Linked DNA regions of Mus musculus: all the other regions are linked to region 1. A link is a contact called in public Hi-C and HiChIP or PLAC-seq data. All regions are on one chromosome and are shown on one strand. Each heading gives the region's core, a stretch centred on a gene start, on an enhancer-like site or on the middle of the called end of the contact. The rest is flanking DNA. Distances are from core to core; before and after follow the strand shown.

What was found. Hi-C and Micro-C count contacts between places; a contact is called where the count stands out from the background. HiChIP or PLAC-seq counts read pairs in DNA pulled down with a chosen protein or histone mark.
Region 2: a Hi-C map of pre-megakaryocyte-erythroid progenitors shows a contact between it and region 1, with 2.6 times the contacts expected there. The contact joins the enhancer-like site here to the promoter of Usp6nl in region 1. A contact is called at or near these places in 12 of 39 promoter capture datasets (3T3-L1-derived adipocytes, the C10 cell line, the HPC-7 cell line and 8 more), 1 of 15 datasets of contacts at CTCF or cohesin (the G1E-ER4 cell line), 33 of 484 Hi-C or Micro-C datasets (B cells, the G1E-ER4 cell line, the HL-1 cell line and 20 more), 5 of 115 datasets of contacts at active chromatin or transcription factors (embryonic stem cells, microglia, pancreatic cancer cells and 1 more) and 2 of 9 other capture datasets (adipose tissue and liver).
Region 3: a contact with region 1 is called in a FOXA1 HiChIP or PLAC-seq map of pancreatic cancer cells. The contact joins the enhancer-like site here to the promoter of Usp6nl in region 1. A contact is called at or near these places in 3 of 39 promoter capture datasets (the C10 cell line and liver), 1 of 15 datasets of contacts at CTCF or cohesin (the G1E-ER4 cell line), 21 of 484 Hi-C or Micro-C datasets (B cells, the C2C12 cell line, CD4 T cells and 16 more), 12 of 115 datasets of contacts at active chromatin or transcription factors (CD8 T cells, the SCID.adh cell line, bone marrow-derived macrophages and 6 more) and 3 of 9 other capture datasets (adipose tissue, liver and pancreatic islet).

The regions. Positions count from the first base shown.
Region 1 is chr2:6,320,787-6,324,792 of GRCm38.p6, forward strand. It overlaps Usp6nl (USP6 N-terminal like), which reads left to right and starts at 1,971. Exons shown (of 15, transcript NM_001080548.1): 1 at 1,971-2,168. It overlaps A230108P19Rik (RIKEN cDNA A230108P19 gene), which reads left to right. Exons shown (of 7, transcript NR_040333.1): 7 at 1-825.
Region 2 is chr2:6,271,461-6,275,466 of GRCm38.p6, forward strand. All of the region lies in intron 3 of A230108P19Rik (RIKEN cDNA A230108P19 gene), which reads left to right. Among named protein-coding and RNA genes, the nearest start is that of Gm13383, 10 kb to the left of the region's middle. Within about 2 kb of position 2,066, at least 86 of the 459 cell types and tissues checked have an H3K27ac peak or open chromatin away from gene starts, as enhancers often do. A contact at or near this core is called in B cells, the G1E-ER4 cell line, the HPC-7 cell line and 16 more, where this site is marked.
Region 3 is chr2:6,357,796-6,361,801 of GRCm38.p6, forward strand. The region is part of intron 2 of Usp6nl (USP6 N-terminal like); the gene reads left to right. Among named protein-coding and RNA genes, the nearest start is that of Usp6nl, 37 kb to the left of the region's middle. Within about 2 kb of position 2,141, at least 47 of the 459 cell types and tissues checked have an H3K27ac peak or open chromatin away from gene starts, as enhancers often do. A contact at or near this core is called in B cells, the C2C12 cell line, the G1E-ER4 cell line and 6 more, where this site is marked.

The DNA of each region.
Region 1 (4,006 bases), core at 721-3,220:
AATGGCTGGCATTTGCAGAATATTCTCATTGGAGATACAAACTGTTTATTCCCCCTTTCATTTTCTCTGGGATTTTGACAGTGAACTTTCCCCCCAGTTGAAGGGGGAATCACATGTATGATATCTATCGTATGTTAGAGGGAATAGGATCACAAGGCGGACATAACTTAAATATGCATTTTTTTTTTTAGGACAGCGGTTGCTAAACGACTACCCCAAGACTCAAGTGTTCCTATTTGTGTAGGTTTTCAGTGAAATTCAGCTACCCTCATTCTTGAATATATTTCTGAATAATAGTACAGACTGCTAAGTCTGAAGTTGGGCCGACAGTGCTGACAGTTAAGTCTAGAATATAGTATTACACTAATATAAACTTCACACACACATCTGAAACTTCTCCTTCAGTTTGTGAAGCAAGCTGTGTCCAGCATTGCCCCTCCAACTCATTGATATTTTTGTATTTGTGGTAAAATTTCTGGATGAATTCTCTTGAGCCTCTGTGGGGTTCCCAAGGTATCCGGAGAGACGGTAACTCAAACGTTATACTTTAATTCAGTAAGTGTCTTTTGGAGGACTTCTGCAATCTTCAAAGCACAATGTAAGTACATGCGTATGTGCATGTGTTGTCATCAAAGACTTGGAAGCTGTAGGCATTGTCACAAATGGAGAGCTCTTTGGTGACTTGCTAATTTTGGAATTCTATTCCTTATATTTGAGTGTTGAAAAAATTCCCATGACCATCCAACTTTTGACCTGATTTTCACCAAACCAACTGTGCCATTTGTACATACCAGAATAAACAAATCAATAAACAAAACAAAACCCAAAGTAGTGTTTCCAAACCTGGTTTAAATGGAGACCTGAATGAAGGGATGCGCGCGCGCCTGTCTGTCTGTCTGTCCAAAAGGCCCTGGGTTTCACTGGTTAATCAGCATTTGAGAGTCAGAAGTGGCCTCAGAGGCCATCTAAGACCCAAGGAGTCACAGGTGTTAAAGTCTGCAAGCCCAGGAAGGGCCAGGACTCTGCCTCTCCTCAATTCCTCAAGGAACACAGTTTGCAGTGAGTGTCAGGTTTCACCAGCCTGGGAAAGAGTAAACGCAGTGCACAGTTGCCAGCTATAGTAATTCTAGTTCCTGGAAACAAGGACAGAAGCCTTTTAGCTACTCGCACACCCAAACCTTTGCTGCTTCTAGTGAATAAATCATTTAACCGTCAGCAAATTACAGTGTTGGGAAGTTTACATCATCCCCTTTTTACATCAGTTCTTAATGGAAGACCGTGGGGATTAAAACTCTTGACACAGAAAAAGCTGACCTAAAGAAAGATGGGCCAGGGAATGAACACTGTTTAGGCAGCAAAAGGCTTGCACACAGTAGCCTACTTAAAGTTGTGCTGATCTGAACTCTTGGCATAAATGCCTGGAAATTGACTGTGTGACCTTGTGTCAGTAACAGAGCCACTCTGTTGACAGATTCACTGTGCACACACTACCAAGCATTTGTTTGCGCGGGGAACAACTCCACGAAGCAGGTACAGTTTCCCTCTCACTTCACGGGTGAGGATACCGAGTCCAAGAAAAACCCAAGTGCAGTAGGCAACGTCTGAAGGCTGGCGAGCGGACGGGCCTCATCCGCGAAAGGCGCCGTGCTCTGCCGGCTGCCCTCAGGTGTCAGACACAGCACTGGTCCCAGCCCGTGAGTAGCTCTGGAGCGATCGCTGGGCGCCGCCGGGTCGGCGGACCCCCTCTTCATGCAGAGGGGCTCGGGCCGTCGGCCTCCGCCCGCAGCCCATCGAGCGCGCGCCCGGCGGGAGCGCGGGAACAGCGCACGTGCCGCCGGGAAGGCAGGGGCTGTCCGCCCGCGCCAAGATGGCGGCGGCCGCGGCCGCAACGGCGACTGTTGGCGGCCGGTGAGGCGGGCGGGGCCGGCGGCGCGGAGGCGGGGTCCCGGGAGAGCCGCCCTGGGGAAGGCGGGGGCCGTTTCCATAGCGGCGGCGGCTGGAGGTGTCGCGCCGGGGAACTTCCTGGTTCCCGGGCTCGGCTTTGCCGGGAGCCTCCTGGAAGGGAAACAATGGGGCGGAGGGCACTGCGGTAGCCGCCGCCGCCGCCGCGCCGGACCTCTCGGCCTCCCGCGACTGGCCGCCGCCGCCGCCGCCGGGACCGCTTGGAGGTAACTTCCTTTTCTCTTCAGCCGCTGCTACAGGGGCTGGCGGGGTCTAAAGGCGAGGGGGCCAGGTCGGAACTGGCTCCGGGCAGCCGGTCGCCGCCATTCCCGGCCCCGGGCAGAGGGCACGCTGCGGCGGCGCGGCCTGGCCCGAGCCGGCTCCCGTGGACCCCGCGCGCCGTGTTGCTCGCGCGTGGGGGTGGTGGTCTGCGGTGTGATTGACAGGCGGGCGGGCGCGCGCGCGGGAGCGGCCGGGCGGGGGGCCGAGAGGGCTCGGCGCTGCGTGCAGACCCCCGGGGAGGCGGAACGCTCCGGCCGCCTTCCTCCCCCACCCCGCGTGCAAGTTTCGGTCCCCGGGGAGACGTGTCTCCCTTGCAAGTTTCAGTTGCGTCCTGCGGGAGCGCGAGTGGGCAGGACCCAGGCAAACTTCGTTCGCTGAGACGATTGCCTGGGATGCCGCAAGAACTTTGGAGCAGCCCCGGGGAGGATGGGCGGGCGGGAGGGAGCTGGAAATCCGTGCGCCCCGGCAAAGTTTTGCTGGCTAGTTTGGGGCTCCGGGAGCGCGGCGTTTCTATAGGGGATGAGCACGGTGGCTCGCAGGTGTTTTAATGCAGAGAATGAGAGAAGTCTTACTCCATGGTGGGACGTTCATATATGTTGAGCATCGAGATCTCTGGGCTCTTCTTTAGGCACACTCCGTATAATCGACAGATACTTTTTTTTTTTTTAAAGATTTATTTATTTTATCTATATGCGTACACTGTAGCTGTACGGATGGTTGTGAGCCACCAATGTGGTTGTTGGAATTTGAACTCAGGACCTCCGGAAGAGCAGTCAGTGCTCTTAACCGCCCAGCCATTTCTCCAGCTATCCACAGATATTTTGAATTTTATTTTTAAAATTAGCGTACAAGGTGTTAGCTAACATCACGGCATTTTCGAATAAAGCTGCGTTAGTAGATTCTTCTGTTCACTCATTCCTCCTACCCCAGATGCTTTTTAAGGAGACTAATATGCGTTGTGCCTTATGGAAAGGCTCGGTGAATTGGGGCAGTACTGCGACACGAATGGAAAAAGTTGTAGGGACAGTGTTCAAAGTATTCTTGCTGGAACAGTTTAGTCGTGGATCCTTCCTTCCTTCTTTCCTTCCTTCCTTCCTTCCTTCCTTCCTTCCTTCCTTCCTTCCCTTCTTCCATTCCTATGTAATTAGATCTATGAGACAAGTTGTTTCATAGCTCAGAAAAGTTTCGCGGTACGGTTGATTGAGATGACTCGTGACCAATTCCCTCCCATACTGAATCTCTGGAAGTTTTCTCGGTGGTGGTGGGAACTAGGGCAGAGTTTTAAATTATTTCCCCTTTCTTTAACTCACCTTAATAATCAGTAAACTGGCATTTAAACAATGACTCACTGCTTTTCTCACCAAGACCCCACAATTAACAAAATATTTCCTAGTTTGTCATAATTTTATAGGTGAAATTGTAAGCATGCTGTCTCGTTCACTCCTTAGTTTGTACTCTCTCCAGGCCATTATGCTGTAAATCAAAATGGAAAAGGAAATTATACTAATAACAGTATTAATTAACTTGTGCGGGGGGGGGGGGTCGGGACGACGACGACACAGAGCCCTAATTGCAAGGACAGGTGCCCTCAGTTGAAGAATCAGGGCACTCCCACAAAGGTATTGAAGAAACATCCTTTGTCTGACTTTAGAGTGTGGTCCTGAGCCCTAGTGCTGTTCGCCACTTTTTAAATCAGACTACTGCTCTAGGTTGGGCTTGGTTCTGGTGAGTATAATCCATCAGTACCCTTTTGCCTTAAATATATATATTTTAAAAGATTTTT
Region 2 (4,006 bases), core at 816-3,315, 49 kb before region 1:
ACCCCTGAGCCCATTTCTTTAACCTTTCTCTAAATCCTTTGCTTCCCTGCTCCCACCAACCTCAAGCCTAGGTCAGCTAGACCCTGAGCACTGTAGAATGCTATAAAGATCCACTGAGGCCAAAGGCAGAGAAGGGGGTGGCTGTCCTCAGTCCTGCTCTCCTTGTCTGTCTCCTTCCAGAAAAGCCACTTCTGTTTCACTGTTCTCTGTGGGCTACACCCTAGCCACTGCCCTGCTTCCTCCCACTCCAACCTCCCTGTTTGTCCCCACACATCCTCTCCTCTGCCTGTCTTCCTAGTGGCACACAGCAGCTCTGACTGCCAGGAGATCGGGCTGATGGGCTCTAAGAGGCTGCTGGTGGTGATAGGTGTGTTTCTGCACTCCAGCCTGAGCAAAACTTAGTGGCAGTGGCCACACTGCCAGGCTTGACCTCTCCTGGCTCCTACCACTAAGTATGTCCTGACTCAGTCTGGCTGAATGTTCCATTGTCTAGTCATTGGGATGTTTAAATTGCCATAGCTGCTTTTGTTTCTGAACCTGTTTGGCCAGGCGAATGCCATCTACCTTACATGGTAAGGCCTTTAATGGCAGCAAGAGAGAGAGAGAGAGAGAGAGGGAGAGAGAGAGAGAGAGACAGAGAGAGACAGAGAGAGACAGAGACAGAGAGAGACAGAGAGAGACAGAGACAGAGACAGAGACAGAGAGAGACAGAGAGAGACAGAGAGAGACAGAGACAGAGAGAGAGAGACAGAAACAGAGAGAGACAGAGACAGAGAGAGAGACAGAGAGAGAGACAGAGACAGAGAGTGTGTGTGTGTGTGAGAGAGAGACAGAGAGAGAGAAGGCATAACATAGGTCTATGGATCTCTCATTGTATAGTGATTAGCCTACATCCATAAGCAATTAGATACCAAATAGATGCACCTGACAGTGAATTGCTATCAGAAATTATTCTAATTATGCATCTCTTGGAATTTCTTAGATTTATCTTTTGAATTTTGTGGAAAGTGGGTGGAACTGGGGTGGATCAGTACTTACTTTAAATTTTCTTCAGCAATACAATTTCTAATGTTTGCCTACCCAATTCCTTAGAGGGTATGATTTTAAACGTAGTTCCAAAAATGAGAATCATAGTTATAAAACCAGTGAATCCCCATGCTCACAGCTGAGCGAATGTGAGTGAGGTCACCTTGGACTTGGCACTGGGACAGTACAGGCCTACTTGTCATCCTACACCAGGAAGAACAGTTGGGGCAGAGACTTGTTCCCCTGCCTAGGCACTCCCAGGCCCTTGAAATTCTACATATGACAAAGGCACATTTGCTTTCTGCCAGGCCCTCCTGCCCTCCCTCCTGCCCTGCCCCCTTTCCTTTCCCATCCTTTCCTCTCTCTCCCTTGTTCTTTTGTTCTTTTTTATCTTTCTTTTCCTTCTCTCTCCCCTCTCTTTCTTTCATGTGTGTGGTTTTATGTATATGTGTGGTGTGTGTTACATGTGCACACGTGTGCAGAAACCAGAGAGGAGGAATAAGATTTCTTCTTCTATTGCTTTCTGAGGCAGACTCTCTTCCTGAGACTGAAATGGGCTAGTTGGGCTACACTGGCTTGTCTCTGCCCCACAAGGTTGGAGTTACAGGCTTACTCAGCCATGCCTGGCCTTTACATGGGGAGTTGGGGATTTGAACTTGAGTCCTCCTGTTTTCACCACAAGCACCCGAGCCATTCTCTGGCCCCGGGCTTTTCTTTTAGACAGTTATATGATTGTGAGTTCCTTTTTTGTTGTTAATTTTCTTTTTTTTTTTTTTTAAAATGTTCAAGTAGAAAAATAAGAGATTTGTAGCCTTGTGCTCTTCCTTGTTGCCCTTAAAAGACATTATCAGAAAGTGTCACCCTTGGCTGTATTTGAAAAGAATTGAGTTAGGGACAGAAATATAGGCTGGAGTCCTGGTCTGACCCAGGGCCTCATTTTGTGACTCTCAGCCGCTGGGAAAAAAAACGTCAGACTGTGGTGTGTCTGCTCAAAATTAAGAACTCTGTGATAGGAATCGCAATGACGCGGTGACCGGTGACCGTGGGCAACCTGGAAGAAAAACAGAAGGGGGAAGTGAGTTTAAAGGGTTTGCCCCAGGCCACATAGCCTAGCCTTAAAAACAATCCCTGTCTCACTGGCTGTGGCCCCAGCAGGGAGGAAGTTAAGTGTGCCAGCTCCGAGCAAGTGTTCTTGCAAGCTGCCTAGCAGACTTCCAGAAGGAGCCTTTCCCCTTGTGCGTGGTGAATCTAGCTTCTTCCTGGTTCTGTCTAGGAACGATGGCTTTAACATGAAGATCTGTGGGGGCCTCAGACAAGCCTGCCCAGGAGCTGGATGTTGATGGAAACCCTGCACAGCACGCCTCCTTGTGTGTGTATTCCTGTGGCTGTAACCATCAAAGCCAGAAGAAAGAACACTTTGGTAGACAGAGGATCCTGTTTGGACTTCCGGGAATAATTGGGGGGGATGGGAGGTGTGGTGGTGGTGGAAGTGGGGGTGGTGTGGGAGGGATGGGGGTGGAGGAGGGGGTAGCCGCGATGTGTGTGTGTGTGTGGGGGGGACTTGGAAGAGGGAACTGAGGGAGAACAGGGCAGGGCACAGGATAGGTAGGACACCACAGGAGGGCATGTTAAGGAAATGAAGAGGCTGGGAGAAAAGTGGGGCTCTCTGTCCCATTTAACCTTTATTTTAGAAAGATTTTCCTATGGCGTTGTCAGTCCCCACCTCCGTGGCTTCTGCCCTGCTTCCTGGTGTTCCGACTCTTCCCTTTGGTGTGTTTGAGTGTTTGCTGTATTCCCCTCCTGTCAGACCTCCTCAGCCCTGCCCCGCGGGCTCCCGCAGTTTCTAGAACACGCTTTAGTCCACTCCATAGGACTTGAGTCAAAAGTTTTAATGCTTGGCCAGAGCTTTTCTTCCACTCTCTCTCAAAAGCAGCCTTTTCCCTCTGGTTTTTATCATCCTTTTCGCTAACTGCTCATTTCTTTCTCCCCATTCCCACTTACACAGAGTCAGTCTGTGTGTCTTATTGAGATATAAATCTACTGTACAACTCACCCATTTCAAGTGTACAATTCAATGGGTTTTATCATCTTCCCTAGGTTGTGCAATGGTCACACCATGTTTAAACATTTTTACATCCTCCCCAAATATCCTGCACCAATTAGCAGCTGTCTCCATCCCTTTTCAACTCCAGGCAACAGTCAATGTATTTTCTCTGGGTGTACCAGGGCTTTGAATAAACGGAGTCAGATGACATGTAGTCTTTGCCACTGGCTTCTTTTATTTTGCCTAACATTTTTACTGGTCCTTGATGTGGTAGCAACTTTTGATGACAACAATATTAAAATCATACTGAGCAGTACAGTGGTAGCATAGGCCTTTAATCCCAATACTCAGGAGGCAGGAGTAGGCAGATCTTTGTGAGTTCAAGGCCAGCCTGGTTTACAGAGTAAGTTCTTGGACAGTTAGGGCTACACAGAGAAACCCTGTTTTGAAAAACAAACAAACAAACAAATAAACAAACAAATCATATAGAAAATCTCTAGACACTTCTTGGAAGAGACAAACATTCGGGGAAGTCCAGCCTAAATAATTTTTCCTTGAAAATCTCAGTGCTCCCCAAACCCTCCCTCTTTCATGGAAAGAGCAGGCTAGCCTTGCTTGGACACTTTCTATGGAAAGAGCAGGCTAGCCTTGCTTGGACACTTTCTATGGAAAGAGCAGGCTAGCCTTGCTTGGACACTTTCTATGGAAAGAGCAGGCTAGCCCTGCTTGGACACTTTCTTTTTTTTTTATTATTAGGTATTTTCCTCGTTTACATTTTCAATGCTAACCCAAAAGTCCCCCGTACCCACCCCCCCAATCCCCTACCCACCCACTCCCCCCTTTTGGCCCTGGGTTCCCCTGTACTGGGGCATATAAAGTTTTCAAGTCCAATGGGCCTCTCTTTGCAGTGATGGCCGACTAGGCCATCTTTTGATA
Region 3 (4,006 bases), core at 891-3,390, 37 kb after region 1:
AAGAATTAACCCACATTCCATGTCCCAGTGTGGAAGCAGTGTTATATGTCATGGCGTTTTATAGTTTTTCAGAACAAAGAAATTGATAACTCAAGGCAAGTTTAAAATATTTGGTAGGTATATCAAAGAGGTGGGGGAAGTGTTTCTGAAAGTCTCAGATGCTATCTGATGGCATTCTTAGCTTTTATAAGCCAATTCCTGGTAGAGGGCTGGGAGAGTTTGCCTTTGAGATGTTCTGCTCTGCTATGTGATAGCCTTCTTTGATCTGGAATGTGAGTGCTGTTGTTCCAATTGCAGCAGCCGTGATGTGAACTGTGAGGATGGAAGCAGTGCAGTTGGGGATAGAGAAACCCGGGCTTCTGGGCGCCAGCGGCCCCACAGCACGTGCATCAACCCTACATCTATCATCATAGAATTCTAAGTGATTTGGTATCTAATGTGGTAAAGACTAAGACAAGAAGTAAAGGTGTCACTTAAATATATAAAGCCTTTTAATGATACAGCTTTCTTTTGTGATGATATTGACATTTTTAATAAGGAGAAACACAAATATGATCATTGCAATGTGGTGGTGGGAAAATGGATGATCTGTGGTCTTGTTTTGTCATCGTGTGGCTTCATGGAAATCTGTGAATGTCTGTTTTCCAAGATCTCACATTGCTCTTAGTGTACAGAGCTTATACACCTCTTAATCTACTTTGTTTCCGAAAATAGCTTTTTTTTTTTGTTTTTGCAGTACCTTTTAGGCAACACTAGCAGTCCCTAATGCTCACTTGACTGTTTGCTTTTTGCACACACACTCATATGTATATAAAGTGAATAAATATTTCTTTGTCGTCTCAGAAAGTTAGGTTCTTGTGTAAATCTGAGTCATTTTGGGGAATTTCATGGTTCACTGCTGAGTGCTGCAGTTATGCGAGTGATTACAACAGGAAAGACCTCATAGGAGCCCAATCTCTAGACAGACAGGGCACCTGGATTTGTGTGCGTCAGGTTCTGAACAGTAAGGGTGACGCTGGGGACTGACTCCAAGAGTGTTGTGAGCGCTGAGTGGGACGTAATACTGGAAGACTGGCTGGGTCAGGCTGATACCCTGCAAGGATGACCTCTGGCCTGTCCTTAGTGTTTTGTTGAGCTCGTTACTGTTGCTTCACCGTTGTGTATGTTATGCCGGTCTCTTAGGTGGCTGATGGGTCTCCTGGTCAGCGGTTAGATACATTTCTGTGACAGCCTCTGTGGTGATTTGAGTAAGAATGGCCCTGTAGACTCATATCTGAATGGTTATGGAGTGCCATTAGGTGTGGCTTTGTTGGAGGATGTGTGTCACTGGGGGGTGTACTTTGGGGTTTCAAATGCCCAAGGCAGGCACAGTATCTGTCTTCTTCCTGCTGCCTGCTGATCGGGATGTAGAACTCCAGCTACCTCTCCAGTGCTGCTCCATAGCATAGCATACCTCCATGCTTCCCACCGCGATGAACCTGTAGGGCAGCTCAGTTAAATGCTGTCCTTTCTTAAGAGTTGCTATGGTCACAGTGTCTGTTCACAGCAGTAGAAACCCTAACTACCTAAGATAGTGCCCGTTTACTTGTATTTTGAAAACTCAAGGCAAAGCGATTTGTTTTTAAATTTAGAAATAGAACATTTGAAGTCAGAATTGTGTGTATTTTTAGGCAAAGTTAATTGATAAAAAGTTTTATCAAGGCTGTATTCAGGAGATATATTTAGTTCAGATCATATGAGCTTTTCTTTTTCTCAGAAAAATATTATCTCAGAGTCCTGAGCCTTTTATTGGCTCATTGGCTCATGTGCCATTGCGTAGACCATGGTAGAGAGCCATGGCTTAGAACTCTTTGCTTTTTCAAGGGCTACCTTTGAATTGATTACATGCTTCAATTGAGTGTGAGGGATGACCTGAAAGACTTCCTCTCGCTAGACGAACAGCATGATTCACTGGGCAGTCATGCGAGTTCCCCATGTGGCAGCCACTAGCCGCATGTGGTTATTTGAATAATTAAAATTAACTAAGACAAACGTGTGTCAGTCTCTCAGTTACATTGCACTCCACACGTGTCAGTAACTACAGTGGAGTCCGCTGACAGTGCAGAGTCGCTGGTTTCACTGCCTGTCTGGGTTTGCCTTTCAGACTTAGTGCTTACAAGGCCATGTGCCCTTGGGCAGGCTACTCAGGTTCTGGGTACTCTCTAGTTTCTTCACGGTGAAAAGGGGACAGATGTTCTTATAAGATTATTAACTCTAGAGAAAGTGAGTCAATATTTGTTAAGTGCTTAGAGCAGCACCTGGCATGCAGTAAAAAAAATGTTAAATAGGCAAATGTATCGACATTCAGATGAAAGAAAAGCTAAGTGTGGTTTTTATTTTCACATTTGTCATAGTTTAGAATACTATTTCTGTCCATGCTTTAAGCATTTCCTGTGTGCATCCCAACTTCTGGACAGAGAGCATGCCTTTGTTAGCCTGCGCCTTGCTGTTGCTGGCTTTCTACCATCCACATGTAGTCTGTTATGGGTTTTAGCTCATCGCTGCCTCTGCTTGAAGATATTTAATGCTCATGGAGCCCTCCTCTCCTCTTTAGACAGTGTGTAAACCCCCTCAGAATGTGCATTTTACTTATGCACATAGAAGTGTTCAGTGTGTGCTTGTTGAATAGAAGAACCATTCGGGTTTGAAAGGTAACCAGTATTTCTATTGATATCAAAAGTTACATATGTTCAAGTACTTTCTGAAGTGACAGGAACCCAAACCCATTCCACCATCTCTGATGGCATCTCCAAATGTGCTCTAAGCGGATCTCTGCTTCTGTCCGTGTGTCTCAGTGGAGAGGGCCCAGCCAGATCATTTCTGATTACTACCATTCACCTCCCGACAATACCATGACCCTCACCACCTTCTGGATGGCGCTTTCATACAGGATTCTGGTCCTGGCATCTCACTTCTTTAAATTATCTTCTGTGTTTTTGCTGATTGTTGTCAAACATTTACCTGTGAATGGAACACAGACACAGTCAATATCAGAAATGTGTGCCACTTAATGTAGCAAGTGAGGTTTGGTTGTTGGTTATTGAATCCACGTGGGAAAGAAGCCCATAAAACAGATTTGTAGACTGATGTTTGCCTATGGTGTATGACATGGCATGTCAACTTATTAGTATAGCACTGTGTATGTAACAGTGTTGATAGCTGCCTTGAGCTCACGTATATGAACAGGCACAGTGTGTGTACTCCCTTACATTCTGTTGCGGGAGAGTAGATTACGGCAAGATTGCAAGCACACACCGGATGTGTGGTTTGCACATGAAGACCCTTGAGCCTTAGAGACACTGAGGCACTGACTGTATCTCTGCTCTCGGGTTTTGTAAGGGCAGGCGGAGTAGAAAATAGTTGCGCACTGAGGAGCAGAGATTAGCTCCATTCGGAATGATTTTGAGTAGCTTTTTGAACACATGTCCAATAACTACCTTATAGCATGTATGTTTATAGTATCTTTTTTAAAGTACTGCTTTTTATTAAGCCGCGACTGAGTTTTGGCAAGAGTAAATTTGAAGAGAAGGCAGTGATCCATGCCTGAGCTTGCCTGGTGTTTACTTCTCTTCAGTTTACGATCAGTGATGAGTACACATACAAGTAACAGATAATTGGCAAATGTAATCAGTGGCCTAAGTACTGGGAGTGTTCAATTCTTAGCATTATTTTATGACTGAAACACAGTGCCCAGAAGACGTTATGAACATTCTCCAGAGAGTAATTTGGGTTGCAGTGAGTTATTTTATTTAGATTGGTGCTATGAATGACTGTTTGTTTGTACCACTAGCATAATATAATTTAAATGCCATTTAAATGTGCTGAAGCATCTTCATTCAAGTGACTTGTTACCCTTTGCAAATGGGCTGCCGGAGCATGGCTCTCGCCCACGTGGCAGACACCAATGCAGTGATTAATAAAGGTCGTCTACGCAGTCACGGAGAGCTTCTCGTGACTGTTACCTGTA